Regions from separate parts of the Sus scrofa genome. Here region 2 is linked to region 1. Evidence: chromatin contacts called from public Hi-C data. All regions are on one chromosome and are shown on one strand. Each heading gives the region's core, a stretch centred on a gene start, on an enhancer-like site or on the middle of the called end of the contact. The rest is flanking DNA. Distances are from core to core; before and after follow the strand shown.

What was found. A called contact is a pair of places that touch in the nucleus more often than the background predicts.
Region 2: a Hi-C map of liver shows a contact between it and region 1, with 2.6 times the contacts expected there. The contact joins two enhancer-like sites. A contact is called at or near these places in 5 of 47 Hi-C or Micro-C datasets (embryonic fibroblasts, epiblast stem cells, liver and 1 more) and 1 of 2 datasets of contacts at active chromatin or transcription factors (alveolar macrophages).

The regions. Positions count from the first base shown.
Region 1 is chr16:72,048,217-72,053,019 of Sscrofa11.1, forward strand. It overlaps MARCH6 (membrane associated ring-CH-type finger 6), which reads right to left. Exons shown (of 27, transcript NM_001130535.1): 25 at 3,027-3,159; 26 at 1,782-1,917. Among named protein-coding and RNA genes, the nearest start is that of GPX3, 62 kb to the left of the region's middle. Within about 2 kb of position 3,060, at least 2 of the 83 cell types and tissues checked have an H3K27ac peak or open chromatin away from gene starts, as enhancers often do. A contact at or near this core is called in liver, where this site is marked.
Region 2 is chr16:72,190,932-72,195,692 of Sscrofa11.1, forward strand. It overlaps CMBL (carboxymethylenebutenolidase homolog), which reads left to right. Exons shown (of 6, transcript NM_001244350.1): 2 at 585-818; 3 at 3,157-3,264. The coding sequence starts at 604. Among named protein-coding and RNA genes, the nearest start is that of CMBL, 22 kb to the left of the region's middle. Within about 2 kb of position 2,955, at least 4 of the 83 cell types and tissues checked have an H3K27ac peak or open chromatin away from gene starts, as enhancers often do. A contact at or near this core is called in liver, where this site is marked.

The DNA.
Region 1 (4,803 bases), core at 1,810-4,309:
ATGAGCTCACAGTTTAATCCCTTCTTGTCTTCCTGATTCTCCTCCTGAAGTGAACCATTCCTTACCCCACTGTTCCCCAACCAACCAGTGTTTTATCAAATTGTGAGCATTTTGTAAATGTTTTAGACAATGACAACTGAGCAACACCTGACATACACATGGCACTACCTGACACACATGTAATACAAACCATATTAAGGTATCAACATAGAGAGAAAAGCAAGGTAAACTTGCCCAGAACCAAAAAGTAACTCAGTGGCAGAAAAAGGAGATTCTATGCACACTACTGTATGTGGAATGGATAGATAACACAGGGAATTCTACCCACTCTTCTGTGATAACCTACATGGGAAAAGAACCTGAAAAAGAACGGATATGTGCACATGCATAACTCAGTCACTCTGCTGTACCAGTAGAAATTATCACAACACTGCACATCAACTATACTTCAATAAAACTTTAAACAGTGAGAAAAGAAGGGAGGGAGGGGGAAGTCTGAATGAACCCATACCTAGCTCCATCACCCTGGCGCCCTCTCATGGCCCCAGGGCACACATGCACCCTTGGAGCCTCCTAGGGACCAAACCCTGGGAGAGTGGATACACAATGTCAAACAAGATGTGCCCTCCAAGGAGCCTGCAGTTCAAGGGTTTCTACATGAGGAAGCAGACGGGGAAGAAGAAGAGAATGTGGGGGGCTGTGGGAAGCTCCCGGGGTGTGTCTCTTTTATGTTACTGCAGTAACGACTGCTCTGCCAAAACAAGTGAAGTGAGAAAAACTGACTTTCGTCACTGAAGTCCCCCTCCCCATTCTTTCAGAGCTGGCAGAACTTAGTACTCTGGCAGCCTAAGCGTTCTTAGTTTTTGTTACAGTCAGTAAATAAACACTGCTTTGGAAAAGGCTGAACACTCTAAATTTCATTCTTAAAAATATTACTCTTAAGAATCCTCGGAGGAAACAGGTGACCATATAATTTGTTGTCCAAAGGCGGCACTCACGAGTAAAAGGGAGTGCTGTTAATGATGGCATAAAGGCAGCACATGTAAACAGGAACTCTCCCAGACAAACATGAGGACAGTTATAAACTTGCTTGTCTGTGAGATGCCACTAAAGCAGAAGAGGATCCAGGCTTCCATTAGGACATGGAGGGTCAAATGGCCATCATCCTCAGAGGTGTTTTCCCTGACTATTCTCAATTTCTGATTAAGGTCAGGTTGCAGAGCTTCCCCCCATCAGAGGTCACCACAGCACTTTTGCACTGATAATTCCTAATATAGGCTTCTTATTTGTATCTACAACTGTTTAATATGTTATCAGACCAGAACATTTGAAAACAGGTTGAAAATTATTTTGAAAGAACATTTAAAAAATCTTCCTCCCCAGGGAGTTCCCACTGTGGCATGGGAGGTTAAGGATCTAGCATTACCACAGCTGTGGCACAGGTCACACCTGAAGCTCAGATTTGACCCTTGGCCTGGGAACTTTCATATGCTATGGGTGCAGCCAAAAAAAAACAAAAAACAAACTTCCCCTCCAAACCAGTTTCTCCCAAGTCTTTTTAGCTCCATAAATGACAACTCCCCAGGTGCTTGACCCAATCAAGTTCTCAATGGCCTCTTTTTCACATCCTACCTTCAATCTATTAGCAAGTCCTATTCCACCTCAGAATATACCCAGAATCAGAGCACTTTTCCCTCCTGTGATTCATCACGTAAGACACAAAAATTAAGAAATGAGAGATCTTAACAAGAGCAGCTGGATGAATGGAGGTCTGGACTTACTTGTCATTTTTAATATGTTCATAAAGGCGCTTAAACTGGCGGACCTGGAAGGACAAGATTCCCATCAATACCACAACCATCAGTAAAAATGGATAAATCCGCCGATGGACCAAGTTTTGCATTTCCGAAGTAACACCTGTAAAACCAAAAAAAGGAAAACTCTGAAGTGCATACAGAACGACACCGACATGGAAATAATTCCTCTCCCGAAGCAAAGGAGGCTGGTGGTGCCTAACTGAAACTCGTCCTGTGCAGAGGGAGTAATACAAGGAGTGCTGGCAGGCAGGCCTGGCACAGCTAGAGGAGGAGCCTTGTAGCTGGGTTATTCTTAAAGACCACTGAAGAACCAGCAAAAGGGTTTTCACCAAAGAGTTTGTATACACAAAGAGACCCATCCCTCTGAAAGGTCGCTGTGGTCGCAGTGTGGAGAATGACCGTGTGGAGGGTTCAAGGCAGGGAAACAGGCAGCCATAGAGGTTGAGGTGAGAGCTGCAGACGAGGCCCCCAGAGGGCAGACCAGTGGGACCTGGAGACCAGCTGAGTACAAGAGCACAGAGCCTCAGGTGACACGGATGACCCTCAAGGTTTCCGACTTATACGACTCGTTGGATGATAATGCCAGAAACTGAGAGAGGGAATTCAGCAGAAGAGGAAGATTCGGAGGGGACAACTTTGTGCTTATAACTGAACATACACTGGCTCATGTACTGGCTCTAAGAGCCTGTGAAGATTCTTAAGTACTGACACGAAAATGTCTACATGTTAAGAGTATTTCCTCTTTGGTGTTCCTTTTATGCTGAAGAACATTTTTTAAATGTCAATATTTTCTCGCCTCTCTAAAGAAAAAACTACCAAAGAGCTTTATGATCCTCATCTTTTTTTTTTTTTTTTTTTTTTTTTTGGTCTTTTTTTTGCTATTTCTTGGGCCGCTCCTACGGCATATGGAGGTTCCCAGGCTAGGGGTTGAATCGGAGCTGTAGCCATCGGCCTACGCCAGAGCCACAGCAACGCGGGATCAGAGCCGCGTCTGCAACCTACACCACAGCTCACGGCAACACCGGATATGATCCTCATCTTGCTCTGAGTACTGAAACCTGAGAAAAACAGTCTTTTGACAGTATTGTTTTGGCTGGATTTATATTTACAACATAGCATTTGGAGCCAAGTAACCTCGGACACTGAAGGGACAAGAATGTGACGACGCTAACAAGGTGCTCCCTCAAGCTTCCAGCCACCTTTACCCACCTAGTAGAGGAACGATGCCAGACGCAATGACGTAAGGTACACACAGGGAAAGCAAGAGCACAGAGATCACTGGCGCTGCCAGTTTCCGAACGATATAGTGAAGGTCAATGTTCCGGATGCCGTTTGCGTAAACCTGGAACGGGAACAAAACAGAACAAGAACACAGGACAATTTCCCCAGGTTAACAGCAATCTCTACTGAATTCAAGATGCACAGAGTTGGGGAGCTCCCGCTGTGGTGCAACAGGATTGGCAGCCTCTTGGGAGCTCTGGGACGCAGGTTCAAGCAGCCCCGTACAGTGGGTTAAGGATCCAGCGTGGCCACAACTGCAGCTTAGTTCGAGGCTGCGGCTTGGATCTGATCCCTGGGCCAGGAGCTCCATATGCCACAGGGACTACCAGCCCCAAAGGATTCAAACTCGTTATTTGTTTCAGAAATCAAGGCAAATTCTGGAACTCACACCTCAAGATGGCATCCACAAGTTTTACTTCCTTACACTTTGCAGTTAACTCTGCTGAGAGATGAAATAAGATGCTAACCTAGAATAATAATTACACTAGCCTTGCTCTATATAATACCAGATGGCACCAACAATATTAGTTGAATACCACACACCCTGAAGCAATTTCATATATAAATTGTGTAAGAGTGATCTGTTATTACTCAAGATTGCATTCATCTTATCTGAATATAAGAAAATACTATAAACAGGAAGCATGTTTCTAAAAAGCTTATATAAATCAAATGTCAACAAATTAAAAGGTTTTTTATGTAACAATCTAGTATGAAAGTAAGTTAATTTTTTTTTTAATTTAAGAATTTCTAAAATATTTCCATCATCTTACCTACAAAGTTCTATTCAATAGTACTGTGGAGGAAAGAATGGACGGAAATGGGGGAATCTTGGGAATAAGAGAAAATACAGCTGGTGTGCAGAAGGTGACAAAACAGAAGAGTGGTATTTGTGTTTTTCCCCAGCATTTTAACCTCTTCTGGCCCAGAGTCACATAGTGTGGTGCAACTCAAGACAATCCCTCTATCCTTTGGAAATGGACCAGAGCATTTGGATGCAAGTCACAGGCTTACTGCTCCAAAGGCTCATTTCTGATCCCCTCAAAATCCTTTTAACCCAAATGCACTTAAGTTAATGCAGCAAGGCAACCCCATGTTTAACCATTTTACTTAAACTTATACACATGTATGAGAAAGAATGCAACCGAGAGCAAAATAATATAGAGATCAGCAATTCACAGCCTCCAGCTGTAACTAAACCCTTATTCTCCACAACGGTCAGTCTCACTGGAAACTCCAGAGGGGACTGGCCTGTAGTACTGTCATGAATGGATACGCTGCCAGGCACCCCACAACCCACCTCACTTCAGAATCAGCCTGCACTTGAGATGCACACGCACACACACTGATTCCCTGGCCCTCCCCTACCCCCGTCAACCTCCAGGTACAGGAATTTTTGGATGGTTTTCTTGTCCATACTGGGTTAAAAACTACTTTATTTCCTATATACCAAAAGAAGGTATACTTTTAGTGCTACAGAACTATAACACTTTATCAATTTGGCGCTGCCCCAAGGATAAGAGGGTTGTCCGTAAGTACATTCTCTAGGTAACTAAAACTTTAAGTACATTCTCTAGGTAACTAAAACTTGAATAAGGACCAACATCTACTATATTGGTTATTTTGGAAGAAATCTTCCTAAAATGAATTACCTTACTCTTAGCCTTACTATCACAGAATACAGAAGTACAATTTACCTTTTTCA
Region 2 (4,761 bases), core at 1,705-4,204, 140 kb after region 1:
TCTCCTTCTGACTTACTTCACTTAGTTTGATAATCTCTAGCCCCATCCGTGTTGCTGCAAATGGCATTACTTTGTTCTTTTTCATGGCTGAGTAGTGTTTCATTGTATAGATGTACCACATCTTAATCCAGAATAGATTCTTAGTAGCCTTAATCATATCAGCCAGAACCAGAAGTTATCATTGATTTTGTGCATGAATATACTGAGTATAGTTGAATTTTTCTTTTTCTTTCTTTCTTTTTTTTTTTTCTTTTTAGGGCTGCACTTGTGGCACATGGAGGTTCCCAGGCTAGGGGTCTAATTGGAGCTACAGCTGCCAGTCTACACCACAGCCACAGCAATGCCAGATCTGAGCTGTGTCTGCAACCTGTACCACAGCTCATGGCAATGCCGGATCCTTAACCCACTGAACGAGGCCAGGGATCAAACCTGCAACCTTATGGTTCCTAGTCGGATTTGTTTCTGATGCGCCACAATGGGAACTTCCTAAAATGAATTTTTTCAAATTATTTTGGTTTACTTTTTGTTTAAAATCTTAGGATTTGCAGCACTCAAGGGTATAATGCTTGTGTCTCTCTCCATAGCCTGACCTAAAAATCTCCAATGGCTAACGAAGCTCATCCTTGCCCGTGCGACATTGGCCATAGGATAGAGTACGGAGGGTTGGGGCATGAAGTTCAAGTCGAGCACATCAAGGCTTATCTCACTAAGTCCCCTGTGGACGCGGGCAAAGCAGTGATTGTCATTCAAGATATATTTGGCTGGCAGTTGCCCAATACCAGATACATGGCTGACATGCTTGCAGGAAATGGATACACGTATGTATACAATTATTTTCTTTCTTTCCTTCTTTCTTTTTCTTTTTTCTTTCTTTCTCTCTCTCTCTCTCTCTCTCTCTCCCCCTCCCTCCCTCCCTTCCTTCCTTCCTTCTTTTCTTTTTAAGGTTGCACCCGTGGTACATGGAAGTTCCCAGGCTAGGGGTCAAATCAGAGCTTCAGCTGTCAGCCTGTGCCACAGCCACAGCAATGCTAGATCTGAGCCGCATCTGTGACCTACACCACAGCTCATGGCAACGCCAGATCCTTAACCCACCGAAGGAGGCCAGGGATGGAACCTGCATCCTCATGGATCCCAGTCGGGTTCTTTAACTTCTGAGCCACGAAGGGAACTCCCTGTATAAAATTCTTCTTCTTTTCTTGGATTCATGTAAATTTCCATGATCTATTTTGTTCCCTTCGAAGGAAACAAAGCCAAGAGACCTTGCCTCTATTCTGATTTATGTGAGCTATTTTTTTTATCTCGCTGGGCTGTAGGTAAGTGGAGAGTGGCATGTGACAGCCAGTGTCCAATGGAAGCCAACTGCTTCCAACACGAGCCTTGGGCTTCGGGTTGTCCTAGGAGTGGCTGGCCCCGTAGACTTGTTGAAAGAATTATTTCCCGCTGTGGGCCCTGCCCAGATGCCAGTACGGGACACCTGGGGCAGGACTTGCCAGCTCTAAAATGGACCCATTACTTGGCCTTGAAGCATCTCTGCTTGGGGTCAGCTTTCACACTCAGGGCACCCATGGTTATCCTGCTCTGAATTAGACTGGCTTCCACACCTGGCATAGTGAGGCCTCACTCATCTCCCAAAGGTCATCTCATTGTCACATTGTGTGGCCACAGCCCTTTGGTGAATGCTGTCACCTCTTGGCTTCTCAGAGCCCTGGTGTCAGTAGCAGGTTCAGTAAAGCATGGAGGAGAGAGAGGAAGGACCATTTCTTCCTGTCCAGCTTCAGCAGGTCTTGAGTGTGGGGCACCCCTGTTCCCTTTGTCTTCTCGAAAGGAGGAGCTGAGAAGTTCCTGTCGTGGCTCCGTGGAAACAAATCTGACTAGTATCCGTGAGGACAGGGGTTCGATCCCTGGCCTTGCTCAGTGGGTTAAGGATCCAGCGTTGCCATGGGCTGTGGTGTAGTTTGCAGACATGGCTTGGATCTGGCATTGCTGTGGCTGTGGTATAGGCCGGCAGCTGTAGCTCTGATTCAACCCCTAGCCCGGGAACTTCCATCTGCAGATGTGGCCATTCAAAAAAAAAAAAAAAAAGTGAGTAAAGATGCCTAAGACTTACAAATCCCACTCACACTTACCTATTTTGCCTTCAAAATAATCCTCTGAGGTTTCACTGGGCTGTCTCTATCATATCAAGAAAACGAGGCCAAAAGTGATTAAATAGCTTGTTCAGGTTTCAGAGCAGAATGGGGCAGTTCTGGGACCTGATTCTGCTGACCCAGATTTCAGTCTTCTTGGGACCCCTGCAGGAGAAGCTGGCTTCCTCCATCTGTGGCTGTGACATGTATTAGGAACGGGGTCTCTGTCTGGAGCCATGTGGCCCCATTCCCCCCGGGGTTGACACACTTGGAAGGTTGAATGGACCCTTTATTTATTATTTATTTATTTTTTTAGGGCCGCACCTGCAGCATATGGAGGTTCCCAGGCTAGGGGTCAAATCTGAGCTACAGATGCCAGCCTAGCTCACAGCTATAGCAATGTTGGATCCTTAACCCACTGAGGGAGACTAGGGATCGAACCTGTATCCTCATGGATACTCATCAGGTTCTTAACCTCCTGAGCCACAACAGGACCTCCTCCGTGGTCCCTTTTGGACCCTGCATGAGACCATACCCTCTGGGCAGGACCTGATAGCCTGTTGGCATCCTGGCCGGAGGCTGGGAAAGTGCTTGGTCACGGTGACTGGATCACTCACCAAGTGTGCCCTCCTGGCCTGAGGCTGACACGAAAGGCCAGCGGAGAGGCACAGGTCTCAGGGGCAGGAAGGGAGCTCTGCCCGCCCAGGCCCTCTCCAGTGCTGCTGCCGGGAACCTTTGTCCTGGGGCATCACATCTAAGGGGCATGTGCCCAGCCAAGGCCTTGGCACGCCAGGTGGGCTGGGCTCTGGGCAGGCTGCCAGCGCCCGGGCACCTTGGGTTTGTGAAATCTGAGATATTCTGGCCTGGAACCAGTTGGCGTCTTTGCTGCGATCACAGTTGGCCCTCGAGGCACTACTTTTCTTCTCCCGTGGTCTGGAACCACAACCTGGCATGTTTCTAAATGAATGTAAGCAAATATGGAGTCCCCGCAGCTCTGACGCTACACTCGCTGAATGTCCCTTTTTTCCAGAACCATCGTTCCAGACTTCTTTGTAGGACAGGAGCCGTGGCACCCCTCTGGGGACTGGTCCACTTTCCCTGAGTGGTTGAAGACCAGAGATGCCAGAAAGATCAACAGGTGAGTTACGAGGACCTTACCAGCCGGTGTGGCTGTGTTCCTGGTGCCCCCAGGGCTGCCAGGGAGTGGAGGACTGAGGGGACAGGGAGGGTCTGGGATCATCATTCAGATCCCCCCCCACCTCCCCCCTTCCCCATCAATGAACCTCGGAGGCCACAGCCAACGGAGCCCTTCCTGAAGCACAAAAGGAACCGGTTTCATGTAGCACAGTTCATACAGTGGAAGGTTAGCAACCAGCAAGCACCCTGCTGGCCAGCAAGCTTGCTTGCTTCTCTCTCTGGAATGTTCTTTGGGCCTGATTTTCCTTGACAGTTGGGCTCTGGGGGTTCAGAGATCAGTATTCTCTCCTCCTGGCTGAGAACCAGTTGAAACAAGCAGAGAGACTAGAGAAAAGGACCTACTTGTCCTCAGTTGATTGGAGCGGAGGCTTTTGATCCGAGGCCCCAAGGGCCACCCCTCCTCCAGGGAAACTTTGGGTCTTTAGAGCAGCCCCAGCAGACCAGGACTGCTGTCCCGACAGGGTCCGCGAGAAGCAGTGGGAAGAAAAGCGGGGATCCCACAGGATGGCAGCCTTTGTTAAATTGGCTTCACCCAGTCCAGAAGCAGGGCGACACTCAGCTGTCACTCAGATCCCCTCTTGTTTTTGTTTTTGTTTTTTAGGGCTGCACCTGTGGCATATGGAGGTTCCCAGGCTGGGGGTTGAATCAGAGCTGCAGCTGCCGGCCTACGCCACAGCCACAGCAATTGGAGATCCAAGCTACACCACACCACAGCTCACTGCAGTGCCAGATCCGAGCCGCGTCTTCAGTGTACACTGCAGCTCCCAGCAATGCTAGATTCTTAACCCCCTTAGCAGCGCCAGGGATTGAACCCAAGTCCTCATGGATACTAGTAGGGTTTGTTACACTGAGCCACAGCGGGAACTCCCAGATCCCCTCTTCTTTATCTGGAGGATTAGGATGGAGTGGGAAAGAGGCAGGAATGAGGAATCAGGAAAGAGGTTTTCCTGAGCAGGAAATCCTGAGCCCAGGACAAAGGGTTCCCCTGATACCAGCCCCTAACTCACCTTGACTGTGTGTCCTTCCAGACACTTCTCTCCCATCCTCTGACTTTGTCCCACCTCACCTGTGAGCCTCAGGTGTTTGATAAGCTGCTCCCCAAGCCCAGGCTGGGGCAGGTGCCGGTAACGTGGCCCCCTGCCCATGGCCACTTGGTCTCTGGAACTCTGCTCCTCCAGGGTAGGCTCTGGGCTGATGGCCCTCTGGCTCCTGGGCTGCTGGACCCCGGGCAGACCTCTGCTCACAGCCCACGGGACCTCTGCTCCTGCTCGGTGTGGCTCCCTGGCTCCTCGGCCCGCCTCACTCCCCATACTCTCCGGGGACCCGACTCTCTTGTGTCCTGGCCATCCTCTCTCTGGGTCTTGTGCAGAGCAGCAGTGCTTTTGGCTCAGGCCAGGGTCTCTGTGCAGTTCCTCAGTCCAGAGAGATGCTCCAAGCA